Linked DNA regions of Sus scrofa: regions 2 and 3 are each linked to region 1. The links are chromatin contacts, called in public Hi-C and HiChIP or PLAC-seq maps. All regions are on one chromosome and are shown on one strand. Each heading gives the region's core, a stretch centred on a gene start, on an enhancer-like site or on the middle of the called end of the contact. The rest is flanking DNA. Distances are from core to core; before and after follow the strand shown.

Region 1 (4,230 bases), core at 529-3,028:
GGTGTGGACCTCCAAGAGGCCTAAGCAAGTTCAAGAACAGGGCTCTCACAGAACCGAAATAATGGGGCCTCACACCTCAGGAGGAGGATGCAGGTGCCTCCAGCATAAGACAGGGTTCTGCGGAAGCTACTAAAGTAGCTTCGCAGCAAACTCTGCCCAGGAGTGACCTTCCTCCACAGGTGGTGTCCCCACGCACGCTGGCACCCAGCCGGGGCTGGACAAGCAGAGGGATGGAAGTGAAGCCACCCTGGCGGTAGAAAGGGGATGGGGCGGAGGGGGAAACAATCGCACCAAGCCTTGCAGGGCAGCGCCCCCTCCCCCCGCCAGGAAACAGACAACACCCCACTCACCTGAAAGCATCTGTCTGGGTTGAGTTTATTCATCTAGAACCTGTGAAATCTCTTCCCTGTAAGCCCTCCATTCCCGTCTTCTTTTCCGTTACAGGCTTCGAAGCAAATTCCTATGCCCACCTCAAGCGCATCCGAGGTGGAGCGAGGTTCTGGGGAGAATGCGAAGCGGAGTCTCAGAGACTGAACTGCCTGAGGGAAAAGGAATGCGGCAGTGCAGAAAGACCCTGGAGCGAGGACATAGACCTTAGTCTCTGGCAAGAAAAAAATAAAGTAAAAATTTCGTGTCCTAGTGCAATTGTAAAGACTGCTTGTTAAGTATGAGAAAAGTATGAAGGGTTTAGGTTTCCTGAAAGAGAAACGAGCTGAAAGTTCTACGAGCTAACGTTGAAATAGGATTTCCAGTTCCTATCAGGCTGTGACTCACCTGCAGGCCAGATGCCCCTCCCCCGCCTTCCAGCCAGGTCCCCTGCACCTGCGGCCGGACCACGCACCTGCGCCTCCCCTGCGCGGTCCGACCCCGGGTCCCGGCAGCGTCCACCTGGTCGAGCCACGCTGCGCTGGAGGGCGAGCATGCTCAGTCGGGTCCTGACCCGCTTCTGAGGCAGGGCCGGCGGCTGGGGTCGCGGCGCTGCCCCGCGTGGCTCGCCCAGGACAGAGTGAGAAGAGGGAGCGCGGAGCGGCGTCAGCCGCACCCCGGCACCGCTCCTGCAGGAGCCCACAGCCGGCTCCCGCGGAGCAGAGGGCAATCCGCCACTCCGGATTTTCGCCGCAGCCGGGGGAGGGGCGGGGTCAGGAGTGGAGGGCGGGGCATGGGCGGGGGCGGGGCGGGGCCGGCCGGGGAGCCGAGGGAGGAGGAGCGGGTCCCGGGCCCAGGAACGCGCAGTCCTGCAGTCTGGAAAGGGGCCGCTCACACTGCGGGGCCGGGCCGCTCAACTTCTGCAGGCGCCTTGAAAAAATCGCCGCTCTTAATGAAAAAGCACCACAGTGTTCACTAGAAAAAAACTTACAAACTACAAATAGTCACAATAGGAGAAGCCTAGAATCCCGAGCCCGCCGCTCGCAAACCGCCGGTGGACGTCCTGCTCCTGCGGTTCCGCGCGCGGCGGGGCTCTGAAAGCGGGGGCACCGCGGCCTCACCGGGGCCCTGCTCGGGGTAGGTCCGAGTCGCGGGCCAGGGCCGGGTTCCGAACCCCGCAAGGCGGGATCTCGGGACCCTCTCCCGAAACTCTCGCCCGAGACTGCCGAGGCTCCCGTACTACAGCCCAGGGCAGGCGCCGCTGGGGAGCTGGGCACCGGGTCTGGCCTCCGGGCCGCGCTGACCGAGGGGCCGCCCCCCTCTCCCTGGCCCCTCCCCGGCGGGCCGGTCCACAGCCCCCGGCCTCGCCGCCCGCCCCGCCCCGCCGCGCTGCAGCGAAGACCCGGCGGCGCCGCGCTGCGCGCACTGGGCATGCTCCGCCCGGCTGCTCCTCTGCTCCGGGAGGCTGGGCTCAGCGAGGCTCTGCAGCCCGCAGCCCGCAGCCCGCAGCCCGCACGCCGGCGCGGGGGCAGAGGCGGCCGCTGGAGAGGTTGCCGGGCGTCGGCGCGGCGCGGCTCCCGGTCTGGCCATGGCGAGGAGCACGCGGCGGTCGCCGGGGTGGCGAGGCGACGTCAGGTTAGGCTGGCGGGGCGCGGGCGGGGGCTTGGGCGGCGGGGAGCCCCGCACCGCGTGGTGGCCGAGTCACCGCCAGCGCCGGGGCCGCGCAACTTTGGGGCACTCGGGCTGAAGGAGCCCGCGGCCGGGGCTGCACGCCGGGAGGCGCCCAGGTCCCTGCGGCGGGCTCCTCCTGGGTCGCAAGATGCTTCGGGATCCTTGCAGGAGCATCCGGCAGCGGCGGGTTGGAGACACTGTGTCCCAGGTTGCCGCTATAGCCCTCCTACGACTCGGAGCGTGGTATTCGCCGCACGCTGCCGAGGAGCCTCCCGGTCTCCGGGGAGAGGGAACGCCAAGCCGCGGCGGGGCCTTCGCCGACTATAGGTCACCTGGGTCACCGGCTCTCAGTGTCCCCAGAACAAGGAGGGGGGTGCAGGCCCTGAGTGCGGGTGGCACGTCCTGAGCCAGGCGGGCGCCGCGTCCTAGTGCCGCAGGGGTGCGGGGAACTGTGGGCGCCGGCAGCCGCCGCCTCCGCTGGAGCTCTTGGAGTTTGTCGCATTTGACTCCATAGCAAGTTGACATCGAATTGCTTCCTGGCGTGGAATGGGGAAATATGCTTCATCGGCTTAAAAAACAGAGTAATTGCAGAGCTGATTTATTTTAAGCTCGACCATTAACCAGTCTTCCCCTCCAAAAAACTTGAGCTTGCAAGTTGCAAGATTTATAAAGCAAGCTAGCAAAAAAGAAAAATGTTTGCAGGTCCCTTATCGTCTCACTGTAGAAAATAATGTATTATGGTTGAATTGTCATTGTGTTTAAGTATGCTTGTTACAGAAAAGTTGGATTACTGTAGCCATCTTTTTTTGCATTATTTTGGCTTTATAATAAGATTTGGAAACGTAGTTGCAGAAGCTCAATGTTTTTTGCAAAAGTTTTCTCACTTTTGTTTCTAAATGAAACACTTTTTTTCAGTTGCTACTATACGAACATAGTAAAATTGTCAGGGGGAAATGCAAGATGGAAGAAAATTTATTTTCAGAAGGGAGTAAGAACAGCATAGTTTTACTGGGCATATTATTTTCATAGAGAACGCAGTTTGTAGGTCCACCGCCATTTCTGTTGGTTATTTATAAAACACTTTTTTCCTTCATAAAACATCCTTACCATTACCATGCTTAGGATTACTGATTTTAGGAGGAAGGCAAACAATCCTTATTCTAATAGGAACTAGTTCTACCTCTAACTAAAGCTTTAACTCTCCAGCTGGTTCCCATAACTACCTCTTAGTGGGTTCCATTGTTTTATTTATTAAGCTTATTACAAAATGTCTTGTTTGCGTTCATCGTAGACCTTAGTGGACTTTTGAGGTGATTCTCTTTTCATTGGCTTGTGAGTACCTTTTAATGTTTGTTCTTGCCTGAGATGCTTCAGCCCTCATTCCAGATCCTCCAGATGATTTCCCCACATGGGCTCTGTGCCGAGCCTATACGTGACCGAGATTTCATAACAGGAGTGGCTGGAAATGTCCCAACAACAAGAGCAACACGATTACTCTTTCTGCAGATTAGACCCACAGCTCTCCATTTTAGCCAATGAGTTTGGTTGCTGGTGTTTATTGCCCCTATGTGTTTTTCTATACGTATAGAAAAATTTGGAAGTTTGAGAAAAAAGCAAAAAGCAAACCCAACACAAATGCTGAGAAAGTATGCTTCCCTTTCCTGTAAAAATGCATCAGATTCAAAATCTGCTATGTGCACTGCATATATGTACAGCTGATCCTGTGTTCTCAGGCTGCATTCCCAAGGGGAAGCTAGGAAGTCTCCCCTCACCCAGAGCTTTTTTCTTACCTGGAGGAAGCAGCTTTCCCATTTGTAAACCTGAGGTGTAGTACAGGTCCATAGGCCACCTTCTGGATCTAAAAATCCTATTTGTTCAGTATTAGACAATGAAATTTAACAAAAGGCATATTTAAACACCACTCTTCGCTTTAGAACTCCACATTCTCCTAACCTAAAACTAACAAAACCAACAGGATTTAGGTCAAAGAGGGGTTTTATTAACACTAATGGGAAAAAAAAAAAAATAGAGGAGACTTTGTATTCAAATTCAGAAACAGGTGATAATTTCTTCTGTTTGTACCTAACTGTTGGGTTCTTGCAACTCAACTGCTGGGCCCATAGCTTTTACTTTTAATTCCATGCCTTTAGATTTCTGTACTGCGTGGTGGTGTTAGTCACATTAGATACTGGA
Region 2 (4,890 bases), core at 1,408-3,907, 300 kb after region 1:
AAGGTAAACAATCCGACAAAAAGATGAAAGATGCTATGGAAGACTTACACTCTGAAAACTAAATAATTTTCATGATTTTATAAGATAGAAACTGTTCAACTACTTCCCATGAGGTCAAGAAATATATTTGCCTGTCACCATGCCTGTGAAGTCCTTTCTGATGACACTATTCAAAATTCCAACCTCCTCCCCTATTCTTTATTCAGAGGAATACGCTGTACTCAGAGTACCTAGTTTGTAGGTACTTATTATTTGTTGAAAGAATAAACTGAAAGGATCTTAAAAAAAAAAAAAAAAAGAAAGATATTTGCCTGACTTGGTTCCAATCAAAGTTGCAGATCAAATCTCTGTATTTCAGTAATGCACAAGGGCAGTTTACCTACTGGGTTCATCTTTTTTTTTTTTAATCTTTCATTTTATACTTAGCTGAAGAACATTTCTCTTTAAAAATCAAAATATATAACAGCTACAATGTTTAGATACACGTGAAAATGAAACACACTGCCTGGCTTCAGCCTCAGTTCTGACAATGACTGGGATCTTATGGAAATTAATCAAATCCTCTATGCCTCATTTTCCACACCCCTACAGTGGGAAAAATGAAAGCACCTACTTCAAGGTGAACTGAGATAATTCACAAAATCACTTAGGAAAGACTCTGAATCACAGAATTCACTCAATAAAATAGTAACGTATCGGAGTTCCCGTTGTGGCTCAGTGGTTAACGAATCCAACTAGGAACCATGAGGTTGCAAGTTCCATCCCTGGCCTTGCTCAGTGGGTTAAGGATCCAGCGTTGCCGTGAGCTGCAGTGTAGGTTGCAGACGTGGCTTGGATCCCGAGTTGCTGTGACTCTGGCGTAGGCCGGCAGCTACGGCTCCAATTCGACCCCTAGCTTGGGAACCTCCATATTCCGCAGGAGTGGCCCAAGAAATGGCAAAAAGACTAAATAAATAAAATAAAATAGTAACATATCCACTGCTGAAAAGTTTGACTAAAAACTAAGCTGCAAGTTCTACAAAGCAGTGACAGTGGCCAAACCTCACAGGATACTGCTTTGATATCTGACCCACCACAGAGATCAAATCTGGCTTCCTGAGCAGACCGAAAATTATTACCAACATGTCACAACAGGAAATGGAAAGCCCATCACCAACATGACCTGGAAAACAGCCAAGTCACTAACATAAAACCGTAATTTCAGCAAATCTTTCCCCCGAACTGCATATATCCAAAACCAGGTTAAATATCAGCATTCCTAATATGCTACATATGCTTGAAAACTCATGCTATAACACAAGTTCCAAGTAAAGATGTAGGTACTACACATTCATATTGACCTTTTAACATATCTTGACCTGTTTTTCAAGCAAAGAATCAATCTTTGAAGAGTGTGGGGGGTAAGGTGTGGGAGGAGATGCAATCTGTCAGGGATTCTGCCAAAAGGGGCTGTTCCTAGTAACCAGAGGTCATAAATTACTCAATCTAAGGAAAAACCTATAGGGTTTACCTGGTTTTTAAGCTATACTATGTAACAGCAAAACAATCAACAACACCTTTTGAGGTGAATATCAAGAACACATGCAGGAGCATTTTAACTCCTATCTGCACTCTAGATAGCTACCGATTTTCTAGGGACTCACAAGGCAAGCAAAATTGACATCAGTAAATTATTTCCATGCCTACCTCATTAAGAATCTTCTAAATTAACTCCTGAGAGGTGAAAAGAAAAGCATCTGGAAAGGTTCGACAATCAATGACATAAACCACAGTGATGCTGCAGTAACTGAACTGCATAGCTCAAAGTTTATAGTTGCAAGAACTGAACTTCAGAATAACCAAAAAAAAAAAAAAAAAAAAAAAAAAACAAAGTTAGGGTCACTGTTTTCATTTTTATAAAGAATTTTCTTGAACGGAAGCAAATTTCAGCCTCTAATACGCACTGAGGTATATGTAATTATCTTCTATGTGCTTGTTTTAAAATACTCTACCAAAAAAGCGTATTTTATACAAAGTTAATTTCTGGGTCTAAGGTAGCTTCCGGTCTAAGTCAAGACACGAATGTTATCTACATACACAAACTTTGTCTTGACATACACTTAAATCTAAACTAAAACCCGAGAAGCTGAACATTAACTTTAAACTTGGGCCCATGTCGCGAAGTAAACCCCTCTGCGGGAGCGCACCACCACCCCTCCCTGGAGCCTCGGTCCGCTCTGCTCAAGGTCCACAGCGGCTCCCGAAGGAGGCAGGGACCTCAGAAGGGGCGCGGGCTCACACCTGTGCGGAAGCGGGGTCAGCGTCAAGCAGGTCCGCCCGGCCCAGGAGCGGCCCAGCCCGCCGCGACTCGGGACCGGACGCTCGGGGCCCTGGGCTCCACCCGCTGCCCCGAGTCCAACGCGACCGCCCCAGCTCACCTCCCTCCGGAGGCACTACAGCTGCAGCCATGCTCCAACTCCAGAAGGAACAGGAGCGGCCAGCCACCCAGCACTCCTCATCACCCGGCCCGACTCCGGCTGCGGGCTTCAATGCACCGCCGGGGAGGGCTGCGGTTCCGGACCCCGGCCCGACCCACCCGACCCCACGAAGCCGACAGGAGCCGCGAGAGCAGGGCCGACAGGTGCGTCGGCGCCTGACGTCACCGCGTAGCCGTGAACGGCCGTTCGGCGTCCGGCCCCCCGTCGGAGTCGCGTCGGCGCCCATTGGGCCGCTTGGGAGCAGTGGGAGGGTCTTGTAGAAGCAGGAGGCGGTCCATGGGGAGGCGGTGGGCGAGGCCGGGGCACCTGAGGGGGCGGAGCCAGCTAGGGGGGCGTCCCTTCCCTAACAGTTGGTCACATCCCTCGCGCTGTGCTGTCCGCCCCGTGGTGACACAATCACAATATCACAACGAGGAAATGAGCAATAAATCCCTAATATCATCTGATGATAAATATATATTTGTTTTGCCAATTTTCAACAACATAATCTTTTTCAGACCTTTTTTTCAAACCAGGATCCAGTCAAGTTTTAAACATCGAATTTTGTTTATGTTTCTTAAGTCACTTTTATTTTTCATAATATTGATGTTTTAAAGAGACCAGACAAGTTGCCATGTAAAATGCTGCCCATTGAATAGTGTGCCTTTGTTTATTTTTCTTCTTTCTACCCGCCACACCTGCCTCATACGGAAGTTCCCCTGCTACGAATCCAATCCAAGATGCAGCTAGAGGTCTAGACCACAGCCACCGCAACACCAGATGCGAGCTGCATCTGTGACCTACACCGCACCTCTCAGGCAACACCAGGCAACACCAGATCGTTAACCTACTAGCCAGGCCAAGATTGAACCTGCATCCGTAGGGAGACTATGTCCAGTCCTTAACCTGCTGAGCCAAAATAGGAACTCCAGTTTGTTTTTTGATTGTAAAAATAATTACGGCTAGCATAGGCTGACCTTGTCCCCAGAGAAGATCCTGCCCCCCATCCCACCCCCAAGAGGCTTGATTTAGAAATAGGGTCTTTACAGATGTGATCAAGGTAAGGTCATTAAGGTGGGACCTAATTCAGTAGGATTGGTGTTCTCATAGAGACTCAGAGGCAGACATACAGGAAAATGGGCATATGAAGATGGAAGCGGAGATTGGAACTCAGCACCAGAAGCTGGAAGACACAAGGAAGAATTCTTCCAGAGAGCCCTCCAGGAGGGCATAACCCTGTGGACACCTTGATTTCAGACTTCTGGCCTCCAGAACTGTGCAAGAGTAAATTTCTGTTGTTTTAAGACACTCCCACCCCCCACCCCTGCGCCCTGTTTGTGGTACTTTGTGGCAGCAGCCTTGAAAAACTAACACAATGGCTTAAAATTTTTGGAAGGAAAAAGCATGAAATGCGATGCCATCCTGCACAGCCTGGCCAACCTTAGTACCAGACACCAAGATAGATACCATTAATTATGTCTTGGCTATATTTCCAGGGACTTTCTTAGCACATACAAAGATATTACATACATAAAAAGATGGAGGAAACTTTATTTTACGTATTTATACATAAAAAGATGGAAGAAACTAGTGGCCGTGTAGAAAGATAACTGCCTTGGCTTGGCCAGACTTTTTGGTATGTGTTTCAGGTGGGAGACACCAGATGTGCATCAGCCAGTTCATAGAGCTCAGGGAAGCCCATGAAGGAAGAGGAGTTTGTTTTCCTTTTGAGGGAGGAAAGAGAGGGAAAGGAGCTGGGTTGACCGAGAGAAGGTGGAGGGATAGGTGCTGGAGGAGACTTTACTGTTGAGTGTTGTACAGTGGGGTGTGCAAGAGAAGCTTATGGCTTCCCTACCAAAGATTCACACTCTGTATCAAACACTAATGCTTTTGACAATGTACCCTTTGGGTCCTTCCAGTAAAAGCACAAGAAAGTAATGAATATCCGATCTACATATTCTTTTTTGTATCTTGGTGGCACATAGCACTCCATAAGCATTGATATCAACATTCTAGATTCAACTCCTTTTTGATAGCTGCACATAACACATCACATAAAAGCACTTTAAGCAGGGTCCTATAACACAATTCCATCTGTTGTAGGACTGAGGCCCCTGTTTTCTTGCTTTCTTGCCAGCTGTTAACCAGGGATCACGCTCAGCTCCTAGAGAATGTCCTCAAACTCTAACCAAATAGCCCTCTAACAATGTTGCAACTCACCTCCTCTAAGCCAGGAGAAGGTCTCTTGCCTTTCCTTGAATTTGACTTATTTTAAGGGGTTACATAATTAGGTCAAGCCCACCCATCATAATATCATTTTCTTATGAACTCAAAGTCAGTTGGCTAATAACATTATCATGGAAATGAAATCCACTGTGCTCACAGCCCAGCCCACACTGGAGGAGGGGCAATGCTACCTGACATGTATACCAGG
Region 3 (4,485 bases), core at 1,785-4,284, 320 kb after region 1:
TTCTGGAGACTGACTGAAGGCCTTACCTTTGTATGTTTATGTTATTGGGCTGTTGTAAGGAACAAAGTCTTTTTTGTTGTTTGAAAGAAAAATCCAACAAAATATTTAAATAAGAAGACTCAAAGAACCCCAAACACATTCTCATTGTAAACAGAAAAAAAATTATACAAGTATATGAACCAGAAAGGGAAATAATCAGGTAATCCTTTTAACACAGATTATGAAACCAAGTCCCCTAAAACCCCTAAAGCCAAATTTCCTTACTGAGATTATGATTCTTCTCTTCACCCAAAACTTCATTCCCTTTCTTGTCCCCTCTGACCTCCATCCCGTGCTGACTGAACTCTAATCAACCAGAATCAAATGACTAAAACTGCTGTCGTGATAACGTCATTAATGTACTAAAATTGCTACTCTAGATATCATCATTAACTACAGACTCAGGTTGTTTCTCCAGGGCAAGATGAACTCACACCCTGCCGCTTGCCATGGACCACCGGACCAGAGTCATAAACCAGAGACATCCTGACTCCTGAAACCGAGATTAAGACATGTCACGAGACAATGATTAGCCTCAGCCTCTTTGTTCTTCCCTTTAACAAAACAAAACAAAACAAAACCCAACTCAGGCACCAAGAGGGATTCAGTCTGAGGCTTGTCTTCCACTCCCTTGCTTGGGGAGGGTAATAAAGCCTTTGCCGCAAACTCCCAATGTCAGAGTTTGGCATTTTGCCCTGTGGGCACGCCTTTGCTTTGTTAAAAAGTAACCTGATTTATTCAACAATAAATCAAGGGCACTTTTCTATGTCAATAAAAACAGATCCCAATCATCCTTTTTAATGTTTTCAGAATACACCATTGTTTGGATATATTGCAATGTATTCAGTCAATTTCTTATGGTTAGACACTTAGAGGGTTGTGAATTTTTTTGCTTATAAACACTGATGGTTACCTTGTATATGTATCTCTGCCCACTTGTCTTAGAAGTGAATATGCTGTCAAGGATATGCCTATTGGTAGCATTCCTTCTGCAAAGACAACAGCAGTTTATGTGCTCACCAACAGTTTATGATAGGAGCCTAAAGAAGTATCTGACTAATCATTCTTCATGAAAGCTGCAAAGAGGAATTTACTTAGATTAGCAATGGCAACGTTTTCACATTGCTTTGCTGTACAAAGGAATGTGGGTGGAATTGGAATTACTGTGCATTAAGACAAAATTCCTACTAACTGGGGGTGGGCGGGGACACAGGAGGTTAACCTAGAAGTCAGGAAATGAGGAAAACAGGTCTTTTGCAGGGAGACTAAGGGGGCATACTAAAGCAGACGTCCCCAGATTGCCAGGTTGGATGACTTGCAGTGCCATCTTCTGGCAAAGAGGCAAAAAGAGTTCAATTTCCATGCCAGCAATAAAGCATCTCGTTTAAGCACGACTAAGCCAGACTGGCAGGGGAACCCAGAAAGGTCTCAGTCCTTGGTGTTTTGGTGAGAGAGAAGGAAGCAGATTTCTTGGTAGCAAAGATCTGAATCATTTACACCTGAGGCCTCTGGCAAAACTCCTCCATGCCACATACAACACATACAACCTGGAGGGTAACTAAGGTGGATACACCATCATCCTCCTTCAGCTTCAGGTTTGGATTCTCCAGTATCTTGGGATTACTCTAGGGAAGGCAGTTTAGCCAAAGGGCTACCCAGGGTGACACTGCGCATGATCCGTTATTACAGAAAAGACTGTCTCTATCTTTGAAAGTCTTGCAATGAAGAAAGGTAGTTAGACTACTAAATCTTTCAATACACGGGCAGAACCTATTAGATATGATAGTGTAGAAAATTATATTTATTAGTTTTTTTAAAATTTTTTCTTTTTAAATCACATTGTACTTAATTTTTTTGAGACCTAAAAATAGTTTCTTGCTTCAACCATCCAAGACAGACTAAGAATAGGCTTGCTTTTATTTTATTTTTAATTTCATTTTTTATGGCTGCACCCATGCCATGGGGAAATTCCCTGGTCATGGATCAAACCAGAGTGATAGCAGTGACCCAAGCTGCTGCAGTGACAACACTGGAACATTAACCCACTGAACCACAAGAGAACTGCTACGCTTGCTTTAAAAAACATTCTATTTATTTTTTTCATTGAGGTATAATTGATGTACAATATTATATGTTTCAGATGTACAACATAGTGATTCAAAATTTTTATGTTATACTTCATTTATAGTTATGACAAAATAATAGCTATATTCCTCTGTGCTGTACAATAGTATCTTATTTATTTTATATAGCAATTGTGTCTATACCCATACCTTTCTCATAGCCCTCCCCCTGGTGACCACTAATTTGTTCTCTACATCCATGAGTCTGTTTCCTTTTTGTTGTATTCATTAGTTTGTATTATTTTTTTTCGATTCCACATGGAAGTGATAACATACAGTACTTGTTTCTGACTTATTTCACTTCAGGCTTGCCTTTTTTTTTAAGGGCCACAGGTTCAGCAAACGTAAATTTCCAGGCTAAGGGTTGAACTGGAGCTACAGCTACTGGCCTAAACCACAGCAACCAGATCTGAGCGACTACTACAGCCTACACCACAGCTCTCCACAAAGGATCCTTAACCCACTGGGTGGGGCCAGGGATTGTACCCGCCTCCTTATAGATACTAGCCGGGTTTGTCTCTGCTGAGCCACATGGGAACTCTAAAACTTGCTTTTTAAAGCAAAACTAGTTTTCAAAACGTGGCATCCTAAAAAACATCCAAGTTAAAAAAGTCCCTTTCTCTTTGTAGTACGTGTATGCACGAGTTTATCATATGCTTTACTCCATACCACTTTCTAGCAGGTTCTGGCCCTCCTCTGTGCTGCACTCTCGCGAGGGAGCCAACCGGCTGAACCTCTCCACTCCGCTCCTCAAGCACCTGCAGTGCCCCTCCCCGCCCCGCCCAGGCCCAGTCCTACCCAGACCCCGCCCCGCCCCGCCCCGCCCCGCCCCGCCCCGCCCCACCCACGACTCGCCCATCCTTCCCGGCCACCCCCGCTCCGCGTCGGCTCCCGCGCGCTGACGTCACACGGCCGCGCCGGGGACGCCCCGCCCTCTGCACTGGCTACAGATTTTGGGGCGCCGGGTATGGAGTCCTGAGCTTGAACTGCCCAGCTCTTCTTTGCGTCGCCCGGTGTCCAGCGCCCGCGTGGCGCGGCGCGGGGGAAAAGCCGGCAGATAGCCCCCAAACCCAATGAGTCTGCTTCGTGAGGCCGCCGGCAGCCGCGTCTGAGAAGTTGGGGGGCGGCGCCCGGGGCACTCCCCCCGCCGCCGTTGCCAGGGGCTGGGAAGCCAGTTTGTGCCTCCCGGTGGCGCGGACCGGTGTCCCGGGGCGTTGGCCCGGGCGGCGCGGGCTGCAGTGGGGGACCGGCAGGATCCCACCGCCACTTCCTGACGGGGCCGGGCGCTGCGGTCACGAACTCGGTTCTTTTTCAGGATGTCCTTTTTGGACCGCGGGAGAGTGCTTCTGCCTCGCTGACCCCGCGGGAATACGGCGACACGGTCGGCGCCTATCGACCCTCACGGCCGTTGCTGCCCACGACCTGGGTCCAAGGTGAGTGGCTCTCAGGGAAGCGGCGACGTGCAGAACAGTGCAGTCATTTTGGAAACGGGGAGCCCTTGTCTAGACTTTCTGATGTGGAGGTTGCAGGGATCCTCACCTGAAGTGCACGGGAAATAGTAACCGCATCTCTTCAGTGTTAATTCTCCAGGGAACAGTGTGCGTTACTAAGCAACTCTTTGACATTATTTAAAAACTTGCAGTGATAATGGATTTAAAATAATAGAAGTGTTGTTACCGGTAAGTCATTTATATTTCTTAGAATTTCTTCATGTATAATTTCTACATGCTTAAAATTTCTGTATGTAGAGAATTAAAAGTTCTGTTAGAGTTCATCGTAACTTTTTTTTATACAGGCCTAATTTTTATTTTCTAATATAAGGTCTGTCCCCAAGAAGCGGAAGAGTTTTTATTGCCATGGTAAATTACATCAGAAATAATCATATGAAGGGTTGAAGGTAATATCCAGTATATGCTGGTAATGGCCTTTTCTTATGATGCAGCAGTATTGTAGACACCATGGAGGGATGCCAGATAAGGAGAGAATTAGTTCTTTGTTTCTGCTGTAGATTTGTCTGACATTAGAGGATCCACAGATCTGTTTTAATATTGAAAGGTAAGGAGCCTATTTTGTGGGATAACAGGTTTTTGCACATTGAGTCACCTTTAGGCGTTTACTAAAGGTTACAGAAGTTGGCCACAGGAGTTGTTTTGAGGTCATTTTAATAATAAATTAGCGTTGTATTCAAAGTTAATTTTACTCTGTCTAGTGTCCTACCTCTAACCTAAGTCATGGACATGACACCATTTCATGAATATAAACTTTACATGTTGGTATTTTCCACTAGGAAAGTTGTTAATTGTTATCTGAATTGTCTTAGAGA

Evidence for each region. Hi-C and Micro-C count contacts between places; a contact is called where the count stands out from the background. HiChIP or PLAC-seq counts read pairs in DNA pulled down with a chosen protein or histone mark.
Region 2: an H3K27ac HiChIP or PLAC-seq map of alveolar macrophages shows a contact between it and region 1. The contact joins the promoter of CLCN3 here to the promoter of MFAP3L in region 1. A contact is called at or near these places in 1 of 5 promoter capture datasets (liver), 3 of 47 Hi-C or Micro-C datasets (liver, mesenteric adipose tissue and skeletal muscle) and 1 of 2 datasets of contacts at active chromatin or transcription factors (alveolar macrophages).
Region 3: a Hi-C map of liver shows a contact between it and region 1, with 2.3 times the contacts expected there. The contact joins the promoter of NEK1 here to the promoter of MFAP3L in region 1. A contact is called at or near these places in 1 of 5 promoter capture datasets (liver) and 18 of 47 Hi-C or Micro-C datasets (alveolar macrophages, brain, embryonic fibroblasts and 11 more).

The regions. Positions count from the first base shown.
Region 1 is chr14:19,823,358-19,827,587 of Sscrofa11.1, forward strand. It overlaps MFAP3L (microfibrillar-associated protein 3-like), which reads left to right and starts at 1,779. Exons shown (of 4, transcript XR_002338663.1): 1 at 1,779-2,001.
Region 2 is chr14:20,124,503-20,129,392 of Sscrofa11.1, forward strand. It overlaps CLCN3 (H(+)/Cl(-) exchange transporter 3), which reads right to left and starts at 2,658. Exons shown (of 13, transcript XM_001926134.7): 1 at 2,418-2,658.
Region 3 is chr14:20,141,597-20,146,081 of Sscrofa11.1, forward strand. It overlaps NEK1 (serine/threonine-protein kinase Nek1), which reads left to right and starts at 3,035. Exons shown (of 33, transcript XM_021072853.1): 1 at 3,035-3,127; 2 at 3,478-3,595.